7 separate regions of the Mus musculus genome follow, and all the other regions are linked to region 5. Evidence: chromatin contacts called from public ChIA-PET, HiChIP or PLAC-seq and promoter capture Hi-C data. All regions are on one chromosome and are shown on one strand. Each heading gives the region's core, a stretch centred on a gene start, on an enhancer-like site or on the middle of the called end of the contact. The rest is flanking DNA. Distances are from core to core; before and after follow the strand shown. Region 1 holds the start of Heg1 (heart development protein with EGF-like domains 1). Region 2 holds the start of Cep19 (centrosomal protein 19). Region 3 holds the start of Ubxn7 (UBX domain protein 7). Region 4 holds the start of Wdr53 (WD repeat domain 53). Region 5 holds the start of Rpl35a (ribosomal protein L35A). Region 6 holds the start of Umps (uridine monophosphate synthetase). Region 7 holds the start of Pak2 (p21 (RAC1) activated kinase 2).

Evidence for each region. Promoter capture Hi-C pulls out the DNA fragments that hold promoters and counts their contacts. ChIA-PET counts read pairs in DNA pulled down with a chosen protein or histone mark. HiChIP or PLAC-seq counts read pairs in DNA pulled down with a chosen protein or histone mark. Capture Hi-C pulls out chosen DNA fragments and counts their contacts.
Region 1: an RNA polymerase II ChIA-PET map of memory CD8 T cells shows a contact between it and region 5, with 25 read pairs. The contact joins the promoter of Heg1 here to the promoter of Rpl35a in region 5. A contact is called at or near these places in 3 of 115 datasets of contacts at active chromatin or transcription factors (effector CD8 T cells, memory CD8 T cells and pancreatic cancer cells).
Region 2: a promoter capture Hi-C map of hippocampal neurons shows a contact between it and region 5, with 2.8 times the contacts expected there. The contact joins the promoter of Cep19 here to the promoter of Rpl35a in region 5. A contact is called at or near these places in 2 of 39 promoter capture datasets (erythroid cells and hippocampal neurons), 1 of 484 Hi-C or Micro-C datasets (embryonic stem cells) and 3 of 115 datasets of contacts at active chromatin or transcription factors (embryonic stem cells and memory CD8 T cells).
Region 3: an RNA polymerase II ChIA-PET map of memory CD8 T cells shows a contact between it and region 5, with 18 read pairs. The contact joins the promoter of Ubxn7 here to the promoter of Rpl35a in region 5. A contact is called at or near these places in 1 of 39 promoter capture datasets (liver) and 3 of 115 datasets of contacts at active chromatin or transcription factors (astrocytes, memory CD8 T cells and pancreatic cancer cells).
Region 4: a contact with region 5 is called in a FOXA1 HiChIP or PLAC-seq map of pancreatic cancer cells. The contact joins the promoter of Wdr53 here to the promoter of Rpl35a in region 5. A contact is called at or near these places in 4 of 39 promoter capture datasets (embryonic stem cells, liver and pre-B cells), 1 of 484 Hi-C or Micro-C datasets (embryonic stem cells), 1 of 115 datasets of contacts at active chromatin or transcription factors (pancreatic cancer cells) and 1 of 9 other capture datasets (adipose tissue).
Region 6: a FOXA1 HiChIP or PLAC-seq map of pancreatic cancer cells shows a contact between it and region 5. The contact joins the promoter of Umps here to the promoter of Rpl35a in region 5. A contact is called at or near these places in 2 of 39 promoter capture datasets (hippocampal neurons and pre-B cells), 1 of 484 Hi-C or Micro-C datasets (CD4 T cells) and 2 of 115 datasets of contacts at active chromatin or transcription factors (astrocytes and pancreatic cancer cells).
Region 7: a promoter capture Hi-C map of liver shows a contact between it and region 5, with 2.1 times the contacts expected there. The contact joins the promoter of Pak2 here to the promoter of Rpl35a in region 5. A contact is called at or near these places in 2 of 39 promoter capture datasets (hippocampal neurons and neural stem cells), 3 of 115 datasets of contacts at active chromatin or transcription factors (astrocytes, memory CD8 T cells and pancreatic cancer cells) and 1 of 9 other capture datasets (liver).

What each region holds. Positions count from the first base shown.
Region 1 is chr16:33,683,118-33,685,817 of GRCm38.p6, forward strand. Heg1 (heart development protein with EGF-like domains 1) reads left to right here and starts at 1,349. Exons shown (of 15, transcript NM_175256.5): 1 at 1,349-1,738. The coding sequence starts at 1,495.
Region 2 is chr16:32,098,469-32,101,168 of GRCm38.p6, forward strand. It overlaps Cep19 (centrosomal protein 19), which reads left to right and starts at 1,321. Exons shown (of 4, transcript NM_025892.3): 1 at 1,321-1,643. Pigx (phosphatidylinositol glycan anchor biosynthesis, class X) reads right to left here and starts at 1,259. Exons shown (of 6, transcript NM_024464.3): 1 at 1,002-1,259. The coding sequence starts at 1,101.
Region 3 is chr16:32,330,984-32,333,683 of GRCm38.p6, forward strand. It overlaps Ubxn7 (UBX domain protein 7), which reads left to right and starts at 1,269. Exons shown (of 11, transcript NM_177633.4): 1 at 1,269-1,377. The coding sequence starts at 1,305.
Region 4 is chr16:32,245,959-32,248,658 of GRCm38.p6, forward strand. It overlaps Wdr53 (WD repeat domain 53), which reads left to right and starts at 1,269. Exons shown (of 3, transcript NM_001185162.1): 1 at 1,269-1,309. Fbxo45 (F-box protein 45) reads right to left here and starts at 1,067. Exons shown (of 3, transcript NM_173439.2): 1 at 536-1,067. The coding sequence starts at 853.
Region 5 is chr16:33,055,173-33,057,872 of GRCm38.p6, forward strand. Rpl35a (ribosomal protein L35A) reads left to right here and starts at 1,281. Exons shown (of 5, transcript NM_001130485.1): 1 at 1,281-1,338; 2 at 1,964-2,006; 3 at 2,218-2,370. The coding sequence starts at 1,996. It overlaps Iqcg (IQ motif containing G), which reads right to left and starts at 1,014. Exons shown (of 11, transcript NM_178378.3): 1 at 979-1,014.
Region 6 is chr16:33,965,623-33,968,322 of GRCm38.p6, forward strand. Umps (uridine monophosphate synthetase) reads right to left here and starts at 1,416. Exons shown (of 6, transcript NM_009471.3): 1 at 1,204-1,416. The coding sequence starts at 1,359.
Region 7 is chr16:32,078,021-32,080,720 of GRCm38.p6, forward strand. It overlaps Pak2 (p21 (RAC1) activated kinase 2), which reads right to left and starts at 1,322. Exons shown (of 15, transcript NM_177326.3): 1 at 1,068-1,322.

The DNA.
Region 1 (2,700 bases), core at 99-2,598, 630 kb after region 5:
GAGACCTGAAAAGTTAGGTTTCATTTGTGGTTCTATAAACCCTAACCCAAACCAATTCTCCACTCTTGGCTCATTTGTCTAAGGTAAACTTGTTTATACGGAGCATCCTTTGTGTCCTGCCAAGTGACTCACTTGTACCGAGTCACCAGAAAATGGGTCTAGGCCCATCTACCGATGCGCTGGACGTTATGATCTGATCGTTCCCCTGGAGGCGGGTCATGGAGGCTTGGAGACAGAGAGAGGCAGAGACATGGGGAAAGAGACAAGCCTGTCTCCTGAACATTTGGTAAACAGACAAAGAACCCTAGCACATCTGAGAGCATCCCAAGGGATCTGTGGTTTTCAGTTTGGATGAGATATTGTCTGAATTATTGACAACTCTAAGCTATGAGGTAAGCACGAAGCCACATGGTCATTCAATGAGAAATCCTTTAGTTGTTGGTTCTCTTAGCAACTCTTAAGCAAGTTATTTCCCCCTATTTTGAGCTGCTCATTCTTTACTTACAAAGAAAAGAGATTTGGGTCTTAAAATCTGGACATTGTATCATTTGTCTCCTAGGAAGGGAGGGAATAGGGACACACACAGAATTTTACTTACCAAGCAAATTTATTGACACTCTGTCTTGGAACATCTCCCCTAAAGGTTTCTTTTTAACTTCTGTGTGGGCTGCTTTTTTTTTTTTTTTTTTTTTTATGTTTAATTTGCAAATTGCTGTCCTTTTCCTGGCTATGGGTTTTCCCTTGCCCCAGACTCGGTTCAGTTTTCTCTTCCCTCTGGCCTCTTTGGGTGTCTCAGCAGTGACATCTTTGAAGAACTATGGTGTAAGCCAAAGATAGCGTGGGAAGGAAATCAGGCTTCTGAGCCTTCAAGAAGATGAGGGTTCCCGCCCTGGCTAAAGCAAATCTTCTCACCAATTCTGGGGACCCAAAAGGGCGGCAGTGGGTTGGGGCCTCTTCAGATCCTTAAGGGCAATGCAGGTCCACGTATGGAACAGGGTCTAGGATTCACTTCTCTGTCTTTTGAAAGCTCTCTGTATACTCACTCACCTGATGTCAATTACACCGCCAGAATCTACTTTTCACAGACCTACTGTGTGGCTAAGGAACTGGGAAAGTGCCCCCCACCCCAATTTCATTTCTCCAAAAGCCAAAGCGATACTCCAGGGTGTGGGCCCTGTAACAAAAGTCGCAGGGGGCTCCATGAGTTCACCCGGGGGTTCCGTGAACTCACCCGGGAGACCGAGACCGCCCCCGCCCTCTTCCTGCCCTCTCCCCGCCCCCGGGCCCCCGCGCGGGGCGGGTGATGTCAACCGAGGAGGAGCCGCCCGCCCCGCGACCCGCCCGGGCTGATTGGCGTGTGGCAGCACCAGGGCTGCCTCCGCCCTCCCGCGGCTCCCACAACTTTTGCGGCTGAGAGCGCGCTCGCACCCCGCTCCGCTCGCCGCCGCCCTCGGCCCGGCGCCCGGCATGTGAGCGCGGGCGGCCGCCGCCACCATGGCCACGCCGCGCGCCCCGCGGTGGCCGCCACCGTCGCTGCTGCTGCTGCTGCTGCTACCGCTGCTGCTGCTGCCGCCCGCTGCCCCCGGGGCGCGGGGCTCCCTTCCCTCCCCGGCCCATCGAACACTCCTCCCGGTCGCGGGACCGCTTTCGCCGCCTGGCGCCGGACATACGGCCCCCGGACCCGGCGTCGCGACCCGGCGGGGACGTTCCGGCCGTGTCCCCAGAGGCGTGAGCGCGGGTGAGTGAGAGTCTCCAGCGAGGGTCAGGGGGCGTGGGCGCTTCGCGGCTGCCCCATCCCGGCCGAGGCTCCGTGGACCCTCGTGGGTGGAACCCTGAGGGTGGCCCAGGACGGAGAAACGCTGTCCCTGGCCACTGGAATATAAAATGTTCACATGCATTCCCTCCCTGTGCTTTGGAAGAAAACTCTCTCCTGGATTAGCCCACACCCTTCTCACTTTTACAAAACGAAGACCCCAAAGAGCCTCTCACCTCGTGGGGAGTGGTAACTTCTGGCTGTTGTCCCTCGGTTTCAGCCCCCAACCCCCAGATTTAGAACTGGTCTCTCCTGGTCTAAAGCCTGACTTTCCAGTATAAGTAAATAACGGATTTCGGAGTTTGGAATGCTTCTAGTACTTAGGACTTCATAAAGGACAAAGAGTGCGCTTTAAAACAAAGCTACCCAGTTAACCTTAGGAGCAGGGTTACTTGGGATGGGGCTGGGGGCGCTGCAAGGTCAAACCCCTGGAAGCCACTGACTGGCTCTGGACTGTCCTGGGCCCTTTCCTCCCCCAGCCAGCTGCTTGCTGTGCAGGCAGGCACTGCCTGTCCTGGTCACAGAATGGGGACTCAGCTCCTGTGCCTGCCTCCTTTGTTTCTAGTTCCTTTTTCTGTTGGAAGAAAATGCCACGGCCTGGGTGGGATTCTAATGTAACCCCCACACGACCTTGGCTGTGTCTCATCTTTGGCTCTCAGTTTCCCCATCTGTGGAATGGAGGGGCCCCATTCCTCCCTGCCTCCAAGTGACAAGAGGTGACAAAATGAAAGTAAAAATAGTAGAAAGTGCTGTGAACCAAACCAGCCTAGGTGATGTTAGCCATTTGTCCTCCCGTAAGAGGCAGAGGGCACACATCGGGCTCTGTTGTTGCCACACTGGGACTGCCAAGATTTTGTCCAGTTTCCACTTCTTGTCTGTCTGTCTGT
Region 2 (2,700 bases), core at 71-2,570, 960 kb before region 5:
AACTATTATTACTCAGTGACTAAAAGTTCAAGACTGGTGAGATGGCACCACCTTTGGTTCCAGCACTCAGTTTGGTCTACATACCAAGTTCCAAGAAAGACCATTTCTCAAGTATCAAATATTAAGAAACAAACAAACCCTAAAGGTTCAGTAGCCAGGTACCCTGCTCTAAAACACTGGCAAGAAATGTGTGGGAAGAACATTAAAATAAGAGTGTGAATCACTGATAAACCTGTTACTCAGCAACATGAAGCCAGGAGAATAAGCAGTTGGGAGACGCTTGAGGGTCCTACAATATAAAAGCGAGTCAACAGTTGCTGGGGGCAAACTGCAGAGAAAAAGAGATGGGAGGGGGGAAACTAGTGTTAGGACTGAAGAGCTGTCTGGAAGTCGCTTAGTGAGCTCCAGGGTTGCAGTTTTCAGGACTCACCCATTTTATCTTTCTACTGATGCAGCTTCTTTTGAGTTATCCTTGCTTCTAGTAAGTAGCCCCTCACCCATATTTCTAATAGTAGCCCCAATTAAAAAAAAAAAATCATTGGTTTACCAAACTGGACACTGGTACAAAGGTTACCTTTCTGGAGTGAGCAGGTTGTGCGTGTGTGCGTGCGTGCGTGTGTCCCTGGGAAGTATGTCACACAACACATCACCTCACCCCTTCTCCCATACATGCTGTTTGGGCATTCTCACACTTCGCTGGATGCCGAGGGTTCACTGCCTCTCAGGCAGCACAAGGCATCTTCAGGGGAACCATAAGCACCCCAAGATACTTCGTGGCTTGCTGTACTTGTTTCGTACTTGGGTCACAGCGTGGCCAGTCCCGCCTTGGAAAGACAAAGCCCGGCTCTGAAGCCCGGGATGGGACCCCCAGCAAAGATCACAAGGAGGGAAGGGCGCACAGGGCCTTTGTTGCTAACTTCCTCCGGCCTCGGGTACCCCAGGCGCCGCGGGTGCTCCCCACCTCCGCCCCAGCTCCGCACACACTCGCTCAGCCCCCTGACCTTTACCAGCGCTGAAAGGGGCGTCGCTGAAGTCCGCGGCGAGCCTGCCGACCAGCCAGGCTGCCCAAAGGAGCAGCCAGGCCACAGCGCCGGCAGCCAGGACGCCGGAGCCCGACGCCCGAAAGGGGCGCTCGGGGCAAGCTGCGGTCACCGAAGGAATCTGAGCACGCTGAGCGCGCGCTCACCTTTCCCGATGACCCGAACAGAACTCGGCTAACACTTCCACCCTAGGATCTCCCTACAACTCCAGGTTCCGGAGAGGCCAGCCCCCTGGCCCCGCCCCTCGTCATCCCGGCCGGGGCGGGGCGAGAGGCTGCGCAAGCGCAAATTGAGAGCCTTCTGTTGCCTTGGGAACGATCCTCGGGGCGCCTAGGTGGGCCCTTGGACCGGGCGAGCTGCCTTAGGACCGCACTCCCCGCGCTCAGCCCCGCTTCCTGCCCACAACCGGATGCGTGCGGGCTGAGCCCCCTGCCTCTGAGTTCACCCCATGGTTATTCCTGTAGGCTATGGCTATCGCCGTTTCCTGCAGCGTCAGGCTCCACCTCGCCTCAAAGTCGACCTAAGCTCCTCTGTGCAGTGCAGTAGGATGGAAACCACCCCCTCACTGCTGTTCAGATGTGCACTTCCTGTACTTCTTCAAGGGTAAGTAGGGTCGCCTTGCATTGGTGAGGACATGAATCGGGACCTCAGTATTCCCTTCGGTGTTGTGGGGAACAAATCTCTAGTAGGAAAAGTATATCAGGTAAAAATACATTAGGTAAATGTAATGTCATTCCTCCCAGTGCGTTAGCTGACCTAGTGCTGGTGCTGAACGGCAGGCAGGTTATGGGGTCTCGAAAGTGGGAGGATAGTGTAATATAGCACTACAAACATGCTATTAAGAAATATGGACAAAAACAAAAAAAAAAAAAGGCCAGGTAGTGGTGGTGTATGCTTTTAATCTCAGCACCCGGGAAGTAGAGGCGGTCAGATCTCTGAGTTTGAGGCCAGCCTGGTCTACAGAGTGAATCCAGGGCAGCGAGAGCTTCACAGAAAATCCTGACTTGAAACAACAACAACAATAATAATAATAAATTAAAAGGAAAACTCTTTAGTGAAGACCTTACGTTATTATCGACTCTATTCACAAGTGTGGCCCTTTGCTTATGTTTGTAGACCATATAGTGTCTGGAAAGTTTACTGACATCACACTCTAGTGAGGTGAACTGGGAATAGTGTCTGGGCATTGGCTCAGATCAAAGGCAAAGCCCAGCAATGTGAAAGGCAGCACTTTATTATGGTTGACCTCATAGGAGTAAAAATCTCACATCTGTCAGTAGGGTGAGAATACAGACTGTGATCCTATATGATAAATCTACCTAGCAACCATAAAATTTGCATTTAATACAGGAAACCGTATGTATGAGATAAAACTAAACTGTAGTCTATATATGTATTTATATTTATGCATATATGTATGTGACATACATATAGCTAGAAAAAAGAATAGAAGTTAGATGAACATTTCATTTTCTCTTTCTCTCACTTTTATTCCTATTTTTCTTTTTTTTTTAAGATTTATTTATTTATTATATGTAAGTACACTGTAGCTGTCTTCAGACACACCAGAAGAGGGCGTCAGATCTCATTACGGATGGTTGTGAGCCACCATGTGGTTGCTGGGATTTGAACTCAGGACCTTCAGAAGAGCAGTTGGTGC
Region 3 (2,700 bases), core at 19-2,518, 720 kb before region 5:
TGGTTTGCTTCCCATGGTGTGCTAGCCTGCTTGCTTATAAAAGCAGGGACCACCAGTCCAGGCATGGCACCGCCCATAGGCGGGCCCACTTTCACTGGTCACTCACTGAGAAAATACAGCTGGATCTCATGGAGGCTTTTCCTCCCCTGAGGCTCCTTTTTCTCTCACGACTCTAGCTTGTGTCAAGTTGACACACCAGCAATGCAATAAGTATTTAGAATTGTGCAAGTTACACACTATTACCTTATTTAAAAATAAAGTATGAAAACTAAGCTAAATGCCCCTTTCTTTTTTCTTTCTTTTGTTTTTTTAAAGATTTATTTATTTAAATGTAAGTACACTGTAGCTGTCTTCAGACATTCTAGAAAAGGGCATCAGACCTCATTACGGATGGTTGTGAGCCACCATGTAGTTGCTGGGATTTGAACTGAGGACCTTGGGAAGAGCAGTCAGTGCTCTCAACTGCCGAGTCATCTCATCAGCCCTCCTAATGCCCCTTTCATCATGTTTTTTTTTCGAGACAGAGTTTTTCTGTGTAGCCCTGGCTGTCCTTGTCATTCTGTAGACCAAGCTGGCCTCAAACTCAGAAATCCGCCTGCCTCAGTCTCCCAAGTGCTGGGATTAAAGGAATGTGCCACCACTGCCCGGCTCATCAAGTTCTTTTTTAGTTGTAACTATTATCGGTGTTTTCAGGACCACTTTCCAGTGTTCTCTTTATTTTATTTACTGTATCTGCATATATCTTTGTTTAAGGATAAAAAACAACTCCCCCCCCAAAAAACCTCCCGATTTAATATCTTTAGAAAGTAAGAATGAGCCTGGGGGGAGATATACTGAGACATTTGTTGAAGAAAAACAGAGCGAACAATCATTTACTAAAGTCTACTATAGACTGGTTCATTTTTTACTAAGCTATTAACTTACACTTTAGAATTTAAGAAACGTCACATAAAACCAAACAAAATACCTACTTTATGTGAAACCCTGAGCGTTTCATCAAGAGTTTGGTATTTCAGGTCTGAAGATTCTTTGGGATGTTGGGATTCAATGCGGTACTTAGGAGGATATCTCCGGAATTCAGAGAAGGCACCAAATGTTTCAAAGAATAGCTACCAGCCAGCAGCACAGGCTTCAAACCAAAGCGGCGGCTCGCGGAGAGTACGCCTGCGCAAAACGCGCACAGACAGGGAGAGGGCGGAGCTTCGGGCCTGCCAGTGCGCCTGCGCACAGCACGCCGCGGAGTGGGGGAGGGAGCCCCGTGTGTGTCTGTGTTGTTGTTCCGCGGCGGCGGCGGCGGCGGTAAGATGGCTGCCCACGGGGGCTCCGCGGCGTCGTCGGCGCTGAAGGGGTTAATCCAGCAGTTCACCGCCATCACCGGTAAGAGACGCGGTTACGGGAAGGTGAAGAGTCGGCTACGGGGAGGCTGTCGGGGCTGTCCCGGGCTTCGCCTCACCTTGGTGCATTCCTCACTCGGGCTCTCCCCTCAGCTCCTGCCCTCTCCTGAGGCACAGGCGACGACGGCGGCGGCGGCCGGGGTCTGCGGTTCAGGCGGGAGGCAGGTTTCCCCCGCCCCCACCCCGCGCGTGCCCCTCAGTCCCTGGATTCGGTCTCCCCTTATTCCCAGACAGGCCCCCCACGCCCCCAGCCGGTCCAGTACAGGGGATGGGCCGAGCCCGCGGTGCCAGGGGCCCGGGACCTGCGGGCCGGAGGAGTAGGGGGCCGCACCCGGGCCACCGCCCTCTTCCTCCCTCATCACCTCCTCTCGGTATCGTGCTGCCCGCGGACCAGGCGGTGCAGTCCGTTCCCCCCATGCCATCCTCTCTTCCCGGCCAGGTCATCGTCCCTGTCCCTCGGCCCCGGCCTACCCTTCCCCTCGCTGGGCCCCCCCGGAGCCTTGGCGGTGGCCCTGCCGTGTGAGGGCCGTCTCGCTTTAACGGTGAGGCGGGTGGGTTCTGCTGCGCCTTCACACATCCCGGGGGACTTGCCGCCGGGAACAAGGGGTGCGGAGGGGCACCTTAGGGACCGAGGGTTTCACATAGGAATAGGGGGGGGGGGAACCCTGAGCTTAGTGTGTGTGTGAGGCCTAAAGTAATCCTGGGTGGCCTTTCCCACCTCCTCATAATAAAACCAAACATCGAGACGATGGCGCCCGAGTCTTTGCTGATAAAATGGGGATGGCGGCAGAAACTTCTTGCAGAGAAATCTGTTTCTAGGTGTCAGTATCCGTGAAACCTTAGGCCTAGGTTTCTCTTTCCCTTCGGACCCCGACGAAGGGCAAACGCAGGTTCTCTTACCCGCCGGGAGGAAAGACTTTAAGCCATTCTGTGAATGCGCTATGTCTTGTTTCTCTCCGATGGTGCTGAACTTTTTTTGCATGAGTTATTAGAGGGCGGAGCAAATGATGAAGTTCTCTGTGGAGTGATTTGAGAGAACAGTACTCCATGTGCCTGAGTGTGATTTTGCTGTTCTAGTTTGTCATTTTGAAAAGAGGTCAGAAAGTTAGTTCCCCCTCTCAACAGGACTATCCTTTCTTTGATAATAATTTGTTTGATGCGGAGAATATTTCTAGTTTGTGTTCTTTTTTTCTAGTTTGTGTTCTTGAGTCTGACGTGTAAGATCTTTATTTTAACCAATACATGCTATTTGCAGTTTTATAATTGAAGCTAGTTTTATTTTTTGTTCGGCAACGATAATTAAGTG
Region 4 (2,700 bases), core at 19-2,518, 810 kb before region 5:
AATAGTAAAGTCTCTTTCTTACAAGTTAATTAGCAGGATGCCTAGTCTTATCATCACTTGGAATCGTGAAATATTGTGGCCCTAAGAGAACGTGGGTGAAAATAATGTTCTTGTTAATCAGAGCTAGGAAAAGGGGTAGTGAACGCAAAAGATCCCAGCAACTAGACCTATTTTAAAGCGACATCGACGAACTAATGCCTTAAGTCTACTTGGAGGCCAGAAAAAATACATGCTCATGAGTATCGGCTGGTGATCTGTCTTTAAGAGCAAAGACTGTCGAAAGTAGAAAGACTGCTGAAAATGAATGATGGGAAACCACCTAGTATTTTAAAAAGTGAGGTGGATTACGAAGCAGAACTTCAATCCAAAGAAAAGATCGTTATGGAGAGGAGGGGTGAGAGTGGTCCTGACTGGCTGAAGCCGTGGGAAGGCGGGATGCTGAGGTGAAACCTCTGACTCAAGCTTTGAAGATAAACCCCGAGAGCGGCGGGCGGGAGAGGAGCCGAGCTTCGACGTGGCCCCGGGATTCCCTCACCTTGGCCTTGTAGCTGGGCAGGTTGCAGAGGATGTCCGTGCGCAGAGCCTCTTCTGCTAGGCTGCGGGCGCACAGGCTCCGCCACACCTCGCTGTTCTCGTCGCCGTGGAGGCAGCGGTACCAGTGCTTGCAAACCAGGGCGCAGCTCCGCAGCTCGGACAGCTCCAGGTAGGAGAACACCAACTCCAGCACCCGGCTGGGCAACCGGCCGCCGACCCCGGAGGACCCCGAGCCCGCGCTGGCGCCGCCGCCGGCACCGGCGCCGCCACCACTAGCGCCGCCCGAGGCTGCCCCAGCCCCCGGGCCCGGCGCCGCCATCGCCTCACCAGCCGGCCCGAGGGCCGCCGCCGCCGCCGCTTCGCCCCGTCTCGGCGCGGGAGGCCAAGCCTCGCCTACAGCCGCGAGCGGCTCGCTCACCGCCCCTTTCAGCGCCAGCCGCTCGCGCCTCCACCGCTCCCGCCCCTGCCCCGGGGCGTCCGCTGCGCGCCCCGCCTCACTGAGGGCAGATGGCGCGAGCCGCTCGGGTTCCCGCCCCTCGGAGCCGCTCAGCGCGGGCGCCGGAACCGCCCGCCTCGCCCGGCCTGCCCGCGACGCGCCCCGGGATCCGCCATGCGAGTTGAGGGCAAGAAGCAAGGGCGCACGCCCAGCTCGCCCGCCGCGCCTCTCTGCCCGGAAGTGACTGTTCGGCAGAGGCGCCTCGCTCCCTAAAGCTTGATGGGATTGGATGCTGCGTGTGAGGTCATCGCTCGGCGCCACCGGGAACGGGAAGCCCAGGTATGAGGCTGTTGGCCAGCGGGGTTCGGATCTGTTCGCAAGTGCTTTTTTTCTGTTTTTCCTCTAATGGCCTTGACTCGGCTCTCCTTGGCCTCTCTTCCTACGGAGTTTCCCGTCTCACTTGGTTTCTGCTCCCTCTCTAACTTTGTTCACGACACTTCCCTTTTTTGCTAGCCAATTCTTAGATCCTTCACCTTCAGGTCGCTTGGATCAATTTCCTTTCCCTTTGCGCAGTTGAGGACCTCTTGTCGTGGTCAGGTTAGATCCATTTTATTATATTTTATTTTTTTTTACCTTGAGAAATTGACATCTTCTTTTCCTGGCTAGCGCCGTAGGGGACTCACCAGAACCCATTCTCAAAGTAAGGTGGCTAAACCTGAGCAACCCTCGTAAATACGCAGGTTTTATTATATTTGAGATTAAATAAACAAGTGTAGGTAATCTCAAAGTGTCATTTGAATACTAAGTGTCACAATCTTTTTGGACAAAATATAGTGTGTTCAGTAAAAAGTAGTAGTAAAAAGATTAAGAAAAACGTGTTGTTGTTGGGTTTTTTTGTTTTGTTTTGTTTGGTAATTTGTTAATCCCTAGAATGAGGTAAGGTGGAAACATAAAGATGATTTCCTGGGAGGAAAAGAACCTAGCATTATTTAGTTATGCTATTTTAAAGAGCATTTAGAAAAAGAATAATAGAGACTGGAGTGATGGCTGAGCAGTTAAGAGCACTTTCTGCTCTTGTAGAGGACCTAGGTTCGTTCCTAGCACCCATATGGGTGCTCAAGGCTTAACCTGAGTTGTAGCTTAAGTTCAAGGGGAGCCAAACCCTCTTCTGGCTTCGGGAATGACTGAGCTGTACACACATACATGCTATACACATAAAATAAAGTAAAAGAACTACAGTGTGAGCCAGGCATAGATGAGATCTTTTAATCTGACTTTTTTTTATATATAATTCTCAACGCAGCTCTATGAAGTGATTATTATAATAATAGGGCTCACAGACTCAGGCATCAAGTCCAGTGTCATGCAATTTTTATGTAGTAAACCTTGCCTGAGATCCACCTATGTGTAATTAACTTCCTGGTTTTTAGTAAAAACAAATGAACAGCAGCTGCTTCCCTACCCTGGTATAATTACATGCTTATGATTTGCTAATCCCTTCCTCAAGATGTCTTGCACCAAGTAACCCAAATTCTTGTCTGTTGTGGTCATGCTAATGCCACAGTCTTCTGGTTGTTTTGGTTGTCACTTAGTTTCTCCACATCAGGACTAACTTTAGTCCAAAGCTATGAAGGAGCGTTGACTCACACATTATAATAATGGCCTCTCTCTTCATGGCTCCTGAATGTTGAACCAAATTTTGTCTGAATGACAGTTACATTTCCTTTAAA
Region 5 (2,700 bases), core at 31-2,530:
TACTCTGTAGCTCAGGATATCTGTGTACACATAATGTACCTCTTACTGACCTAAAACAGAGCAATCTTCATACTTCAACCTTCTAAGTGCAAGGATTACAGACACCAGAGCCAACATGCCATCCTTGCTCCCTCATGTAGGCTGCAAGAGGGCAGACGTTTTAGTCTGTTTACTCTGGTGCCCTACAAGCCTACAGCATTCTTGGTAGTGGTAGTCATTCAATAAATTACTCTCTGATTAAATGAATGGATCCATCAGTTCGCCTTAATTAATGCACAAGTTAGGAACTGTAAATCTGAGTCTATTAAATTTATCTGTGGGCTGGTGAGATGGCTCAGTGGGTAAGAGCACCTGACTGCTCTTCCGAAGGTTCAGAGTTCAAATCCCAGCAACCACATGGAGCCATAACGAGATCTAGCTCCCTCTTCTGGAGTGTCTGAAGACAGATATAGTGTACTTACATATAATAAATAAATGAATTTTAAAAAATTTATCTGCATCCGACAAGTCAGGGAAAGGATGGAAGGATATCTTCTATCTCTCACTTCCTCACATCGTCTCCCTTTTTTTCAGATGGGGTCTCATGTAGCTCAGGCTGACTGGCACTCCCTATGTAGCAGAGGATGGTCTTTTAAGTCCTATTCACCTGCTCGCACAGCTAGAATACTGGGGTTACAAGCAAGCACCGGGACCGCGGTTTGCCTCATGGATGTTTGTTGCTGTTAAGATGGGGCCTTGCTATGTAACTTAGCCTAGCCTCGAATTTGTGATGTGATCCTCCTACCTCAGTCTCCGGAATAAATGCTGAGGTTAACGGGCAACGGCTACCACACCCTGTTTGTTAAATTAAAGATGGGAAAAAATAAAAGAACAAATCAAGAGAAACTCCTGCCTTCATGCTCCAGGTTTTTCTCTCCTATATGGTAGGATCCCAGTCTCCATTCTAGGAAGAGGAGAAAACACTTAACTTTTCCTTACCTCTCTACCAGCCCAGCTGGAGGCGGGAACCAAACTAATCGGTAGCTATGGCAACGCGTCGCGCAAGCTCTTTTTTTTTTTTAAGTAGGACCCCTGATTCTTTCTTAGTCGACTACGATTTTGCCTTTCCTTGTTCCTAAATAATACGTGTTGCCGCTTACAAAGACGAAAGGGCAGGAGGGAAAGAATTTAAAGTTCTTGAGCGCGGCTTGGCTGAGTCGAGCCTCTCTCTCTGTCTCTGACCTTTGCTTTCTGGCGCAGTGTGAGCGGCCTAAGCGCGGAGAGGGGCGGGGCGTGCGTCCCACAAGGCCGCGCGGCGGGGCTTGCCTTCCTCTTTCCGCCATCTTGGCGCCTGTGGAGGTGAGGGGGGTTCCTGCTGCTGAGCTTTGGGGCCCGATTGCTGGGGTGCGTTTAGTTTCATCCCTCACCGAGACAACCTGGCGTCTCGGAGAACCCGACCGCCAGAGGTTTCTGGGGATTCCAGGAGGATGGAGGGCGGGATGGAGGCGATGACGGGCTGATGGTGTGGAGGCCCCGGCCGGGGGAGGAGAGCTCGCTGGTCTCGGTCGATCTCCGGCTCGGGAGGAGAGAATGGGTGCATTTCCCCCGGTCTTACTGGCCCGGGGAGCGGTGGTCCCTGGGAGCTGGGTTCCCCGCACAGAGCCGGATCTCGCCTGTGTTAGCTGCTTTCTGTACTGATGGAGGCATGAGCTCGCCTCCGGGTTCCTTTTGGGGTTTGAGAAGTTAAGTCTCGGGTGAGTCGCCTTCCCACCCGGCCTTTGCCCACGATTCCGAGTCGTTCGTTGTCATTGGTTGTCGGAGCCCTGAGTATTTTGCCAGGCTCTGCCTCTATAGGGGGCAGGGCGTAGGTAAGAGGTCCCCATCCTTGGGACGCCGACTGAAGCCATCTCTCGCGCCGGGAAATAGTGACAGGTGGGATGCGTGCTGCATGACTCTCGGTTGAGCTCTCGGTTTTGTTTTTCAGGCCTGCTGGGAACAGGACTTCTAACAGCAAGTATGTCTGGAAGGTACGCGATCTCACAATAGTCGTTTTCTCCATTTCTGTTTCGTTCTATTAAACGCGAAGCTAAAGTTCAGTGTAATGCGGGAGGGGAACGAGAGGTCTGCTGTAGATAGCTGGAGTAGGAATTGCTACAAAGCAAATCATGGTGGCTTGCTAAAAGATACATGAAAAGTTGTAACGGGGTAGTCATCATGTCTTTCTTAACGTTGTCTTAGGCTGTGGTGCAAGGCCATTTTTGCTGGCTACAAGCGAGGTCTCCGGAACCAAAGAGAGCACACGGCTCTTCTTAAAATTGAAGGCGTTTATGCCCGAGATGAAACGGAGTTCTACTTAGGCAAGAGATGTGCTTATGTGTATAAGGCAAAAAAGTAAGTATGCTCCCATGCCTTTTAATTTTTGGTTGACTAATCTCGTTTTTTCTACTGAAAAGGTAGGGGTGTTAGTGAGAAATTGGTGTGGTTGAGTCTTCCTAGACACGTGAAGAGCTTAGAGGAAATTAGAGAGGGATCTTTTTGTCGGTGGTATGGACTATATAGGCACCATTGGTTCGTAGTACAAGTGTAGAAGTTCCCTGTGTTAAGTCCCTAACATGGTTAAAAACAAAGATTACAGCTCTTAGTACCTTTCATTTTCCTTTGAAAGGGTTTATATAGTACTTTTCAATGTATCTTGATTTGTTTTAGTTACTAAAAATGACA
Region 6 (2,700 bases), core at 166-2,665, 910 kb after region 5:
TTAAGTATGTGATAGGAACAGTACATTGAGGGCAGAGGGGTTGGTTTTTAAAAACAGGGTCTCCCTGTGCAACCCAGGCTGACCTCAAACTCACAATTCTCCTGCCTCAGCTTCCTGAATGCAGGAATTATAGATGTGCACCACCATACCTGGCTACATACATATTATGTCTTGATAGACCTCTGCAAATAATGGAAATATTCTACAGTTACACTAGGCAACAAAGTAGCCACTAGTAACTTTTAACTATTCCATTAGTATGTTTGGTCTTGGGACAAATTCTCATGTAGCCCAGGCTGGCCTTGAGCAGCACTATGAAGTGGGACCTTTAACTTTTGACTCCAACCCCAGTGCTTTATTTATTAACAATTCTGGCAGGCACACTGGCTCCTCTGGTAAAGGTTTTTCTGCCCAGCCTGACCACCTGAGTTCAATCCGTTTAACCCTCAAGACAGAGAGGGAGGGCGAGAACACACTCTGATCTTCGAAAGTGTACCACGGCACGTGCACACCTGGACACACACCCACACCCACTATAAACGCTAATACAAACTTCACAATGATCTATAATCCACACAGAGTCCCTAGCAACACTTCCTGCCATTTCTAACCTTTTATTCTAAATGCCATCTGCATGCAGTTCGGCTGGAGGCTTGTTATTCTAGAAAGCACTGCCTCAAGGCCGACTTGGCGGTGACTCACAGACAACCGACACGAGGTTTGAGAAACAACAGGCTAGAAACCTCTAAGTGCACACTTTACCCTTGCCAACCAAAAAATTCTGCCTTTCTGGTATCCACCATATGGCTTTCACTTCTTGCTACTGGCCATGCACTATTAAATCGAGTCGTTTGATCCGCTACTAATTTCTCCACCCTCCCGCCTTTTCCTTTCCTCCCTAATTGTCACTTTCTGGGGGTTAGGTACACAGAACTCACTCAAGGACTTCTCCGCCGGCCAGAGCCCAACAGGACACCCGGACTCTCGCAAAACACGTGTCTACACCGATCGGTCCAGAAACAAGGTCTCAAAGAAGCTGAAGGCTCCCGGTCCCCAAGCTCCTCCACACTCTCCAGACCAGCAGTCGGGAGGGCTTGCCTGCCTGGTCTGTGGCTCTCCCTTGTCCCCAATTTCGGCCACCCCCGCCATCTCCTGCTCTCTTTTCCCGCCACCCGGAGCCATCCCGTCCCTCGGGGCTGGTACCTGACTGAGAAGACGCGGGCGTGACACGATGCCCCGCAGGTCGATGTAGACTGGGGAGGAGAGCCCGCTCTTCAGGACGAAGCTCCCGAACTTGAAAGCCTGCACGTCATACAGCTCGGTGACCAAGGGGCCCAGGGCTTGGCTGGCGACCTCCATTCTCGCGCGCTCAGTTCGCTCTGGAAGCCGAGGGGCTTGGGGCCCGTGACGTCACCCAGAAGTCCCGCCTCTTCCGCCCCCCTTTCCGGCCCGGGCCGCGGGCTTCATTGAGTGTTCTAGATGCTTCCTGGTTGGGGAGGTGGGTTTTCAAACCTGAAAGCTAGATCGAAGCCTGATTTCCCCCGGAGGGATCTGTAGGCTTCGTTCATTTTTTATTTTGTTTGTTTTGTTTATAGCTGAGCGCTTCTTTATCTGATCCAGTCACTGTTAACAGCCACTTCCCTAATCTCTCAGGGTTTCTTTCCATAAAATAAAAATCCTCTAAGACAGAGCCTGTGGCTACCTTCTTGTATTAATTTTACAGCAGTTGGCGTGGGAGAGTTTCATAGTAATTTGCACATAGAAATCTGAAGCAGGTCACCGTGCACTCAGGGGCTGACAAACTTCCTTTAGACCACTTGAAGTGTACCAGATGAAGAAGGGTGGGGCCAGTTAGGGAGGATCAACTGACAGTATCTATTGGCTAACTGGAAGGGGAATGTTGGGCAGTTTGAAAACTCAAGCATATTTGGTTTACAAAACCCTTAGCTGGTTAAGTGAACTCCTGTAGTCCTAGCTATGTAAGAACCTGAAATGGGAGGATTCCAAGTTCAAGGCTGACCTAGGTATCTAGTGAGCCTGTGTTAATAATAATGATAATCCCCTAAGACTGTATTTTCCTTTTTGTTTGTTTGTTTGTTTTTTTCTTTTTTTCTTTTTTTTTTTTTTTTTTTTTTTTTTTGAGACAGGGTTTCTCTGTATAGCCTTGGCTGTCCTGGAACTCACTCTGTAGACCAGGCTGGCCTCGAACTCAGAGATCCACCTGCCTCTCAAGTGCTGGGATTGACTGTATTTTCCTATTTTAAGGAAATGCCACTTATCAAACAGACTGAGATTTCATTTTGTCTCTTTGTTTTCTCTAAAGAGATCGTGTTGAGCTCCCAGCGTGGAAACCCCCATAGATCCCAGCGTTTGTTTTGGGTTTGAAACAGGGCTTCCTTATGTTACCCAGCCTGATGTAGACTTCACAATGTAGTGAAGGCTCAGATTGCCCTCGAACTCACAGAGATCCATCTGCCTCTGCCTCCTGGGTGCTTGAATTAAAAGTGTTCACCACCATGACAGGTAAAATTTGTTGTCTTGACAGTTGTTTCTCATTACCAGCAACTTCAGTAAGGCCTTGATTAAATAAGAATTCAGATGTTAAAATGCTTTGTTCTTCTTGCTAGGTCAACAACTACGTTCATCTCTGTGTGCTGTTAATTGACAGAATGCTCAATAGATCAGCCTCATTCCCAGCTG
Region 7 (2,700 bases), core at 72-2,571, 980 kb before region 5:
TTACTACTCACTGCCTTCATCCCAACCTAATTTTATTCATACTATTCTTTTGGATAGCTCTACCAAAAAAAAAAAAAAAAAAATCCCCAGAGCAAATTCTTGTGTATTTATTTCAATATCCTGCCTACTTTATAAGAGCGGAAGAGTCGAATACAGCAGGGGAAAAACGTGACGTGCACAACCTTCACCCAAAACACAGCTCAGCTCGTCGTTGTCTAATTTTGGGCCTAACCGGTTTGGTTGTCTTTTTTTAAAAGGTTAGAAACGAAAAGCTGGAAAATCTACAGGTCACTTGTAAAGAAGAACCTGGCGGCTATCGATGGGAGTTGGTGATTTGTCAAAGAGGAAACAAATCTCACTTCCACTCTACCTAGTTCTATTAAGACAGGGGATGGAGAGAGCCTCCTTCCCATCAAGCCACAATGGCAATTATTTAACACACTTCTGTCTTGGACGACTTGATCTAGAACTAATCAAAAGGCTGAGTCCATTAAGTTATTTGCAGCAACTTTTTTTTTTTCTTGTGAGGGCGCGCGTGTTTCAGACAGCCAAACATGGTGAAAAGCCAACCTCAGCCCAAGTTAACCTTAAGAAGCAAATATTCACCTCCTGGCTAAAGATCAAGCAAAAACCGTAAGATCCTTAACTTCTGTTCTTAAACGCAGGCTCCCAGAGCCCGGCAAAAACTTTTTCCTAATGTGGAGGAGGAGGAAGAGTTTACACACTGAACTTAAGGAGCTCGCGACAGGATTCCCGAGCGACGAGACTGCAGAGAACGCAGCTGGTAAAGGAGGGAACATCCAGGAACAAACCCGAGTCGTCCGGTGCAGCGCCGGCGGGAGAGAAGGGCAAGGACGGCCGGAGTGGCCAGGGTCCCCACAGCCCAGCAAGCTTCCTCTCGGCCGAAGCTTAGAGCCAGGGCGCAGACAATGAGCCACCGCCCGGAGCCGCGGGCCCGCCCGCAGGTGCTGGCGTCCCGGGCCGCTGGGCCCAGGCCGCGGAGGCGGGAGGAGGGCGGCGGCTCGGCCCGGCCCGGCCCGGCCCGGGCGAGCGGCAACCGCACTTACCAGAGAGGAAAGGTCTCCGCCCGACCCAGGGCGGGCTGCTTGGCCGACGCGGGCGAGCACTGCGCTGGGGCGCTGAGAGGGAGGAGGGCAGGGCGGAGGGGAGCGGCGCGGGGCGCGGCCGTCGCTACCGAGGCCGTGAGGCGCAGAACCCCTTGGGCCAGGGAGGGGAGGGCAGGAGCCTTCGGCAATGGCGACGGCCCGGGCCGGAGGGGAAGCGGAACAACCGCTGCCGCTGCGCGTGGCCACAACCCTGGGGGAGGGCGGCGGCGGGGGCGCGGGGCGGGGCCGTAAGACAGCCCCGCCCTGAAAGTGGCGTCATGACCCGAGGGGCGGGCTTTCACAGGGCGGCTGGGAACCGTAGTCTAGTCATCTGTTAGGGAGACTCAGGACAGTGGGCGTTACAGAGAAAACCTGTCCCTCATTTATCAGCATTCTGCATTGTCTGCAGTTACGGTTTACCTACTGACAAAGCTGACGGAGAACAGCTGATCCAAACATATTTGTGTGTAGAGGGTCTTTGTTTCTGAGAATGTATCCATTCACCAATTGGTGTTTTGTGGGGAGGGATGGCTTTTCGAGTCCTGGCTGTCCTGGAACTCACTCTGTAGTCCAGGCTGACTTTGAACTAGAGATCCTCCTGCTTCTGCCTCCTGAAGAGGTACTGCCCAGCTCACTTTGTTTTTTGGTTTGGTTTGGTTTGGTTTGGTTTTTTGGAGGCAGGGTTTCTCTGTATAGCCCTGGCTGTCCTGGAACTCACTTTGAAGACCAGGCTGGCCTCGATTAAAGGAATGCGACGCCACCGCTTTTTTTTTTCCTACAAATTTAACCAGATTAAGTTGAATCAGATTATGCTGCTAAATTAGGTCCTCCCTCTTTGCAAAACAAAGATTTTTTTATTTTTCTGTATTTTATCAATGGAGGAGTTAATTCATGTATTCTTATTCCACAACTATGTCAATATCTAATATCTACAAAAGACCATTTAGGTACCAGAAATGAACATGCTTCACCTAGTCTTTGTAAAGGTTAAAAACATGAAAACGGTGGTGGCGCACGCCTTTAATCCCAGAACTCGGGAGGCAGAGGCAGGCAGATTTCTGAGTTCGAGGCCAGACTGGTCTACAGAGTGAGTTCCAGGAAAGCCAGGGCTATACAGAGAAACCCTGTCTCAGAAAAAAAACAACCAAAAAAACGTATGAAAACATAAAAACCAAAACACTGATACCTGTTACAAGGTGGGGAAAAAGCTGAGGGATTACCGTGGACAGAGTGGACAGAGAAGGTGGCAGTTAAAACAGAAAAAGGAACTCGGAAGAACTGAGGGGAAAGGATTACAAGTAGGAAGAGGATTGCCACGGTCAGTGAGAGATGAAGGCTAGGCTCACAACCAAAACCACAAGACTTATGTAGCTGCACCTTGGTGTAAGATGGGTATATTAGAAAGTACTGTAGTAGTTGGGCGAGGTGGCATACTCCTTTAATCCTAGCACTTGGGAGGCAGAGGCAGGCGAATTTCTGAGTTCGAGGCCAGCCTGGTCTACAAAGTGAGTTTCAGGACCGCCAGGACTATATAGAGAGAAACCCTGTCTCGAAAAGAAAAAAAAAGTACTGTAGTACAAGATATGATGAAGCA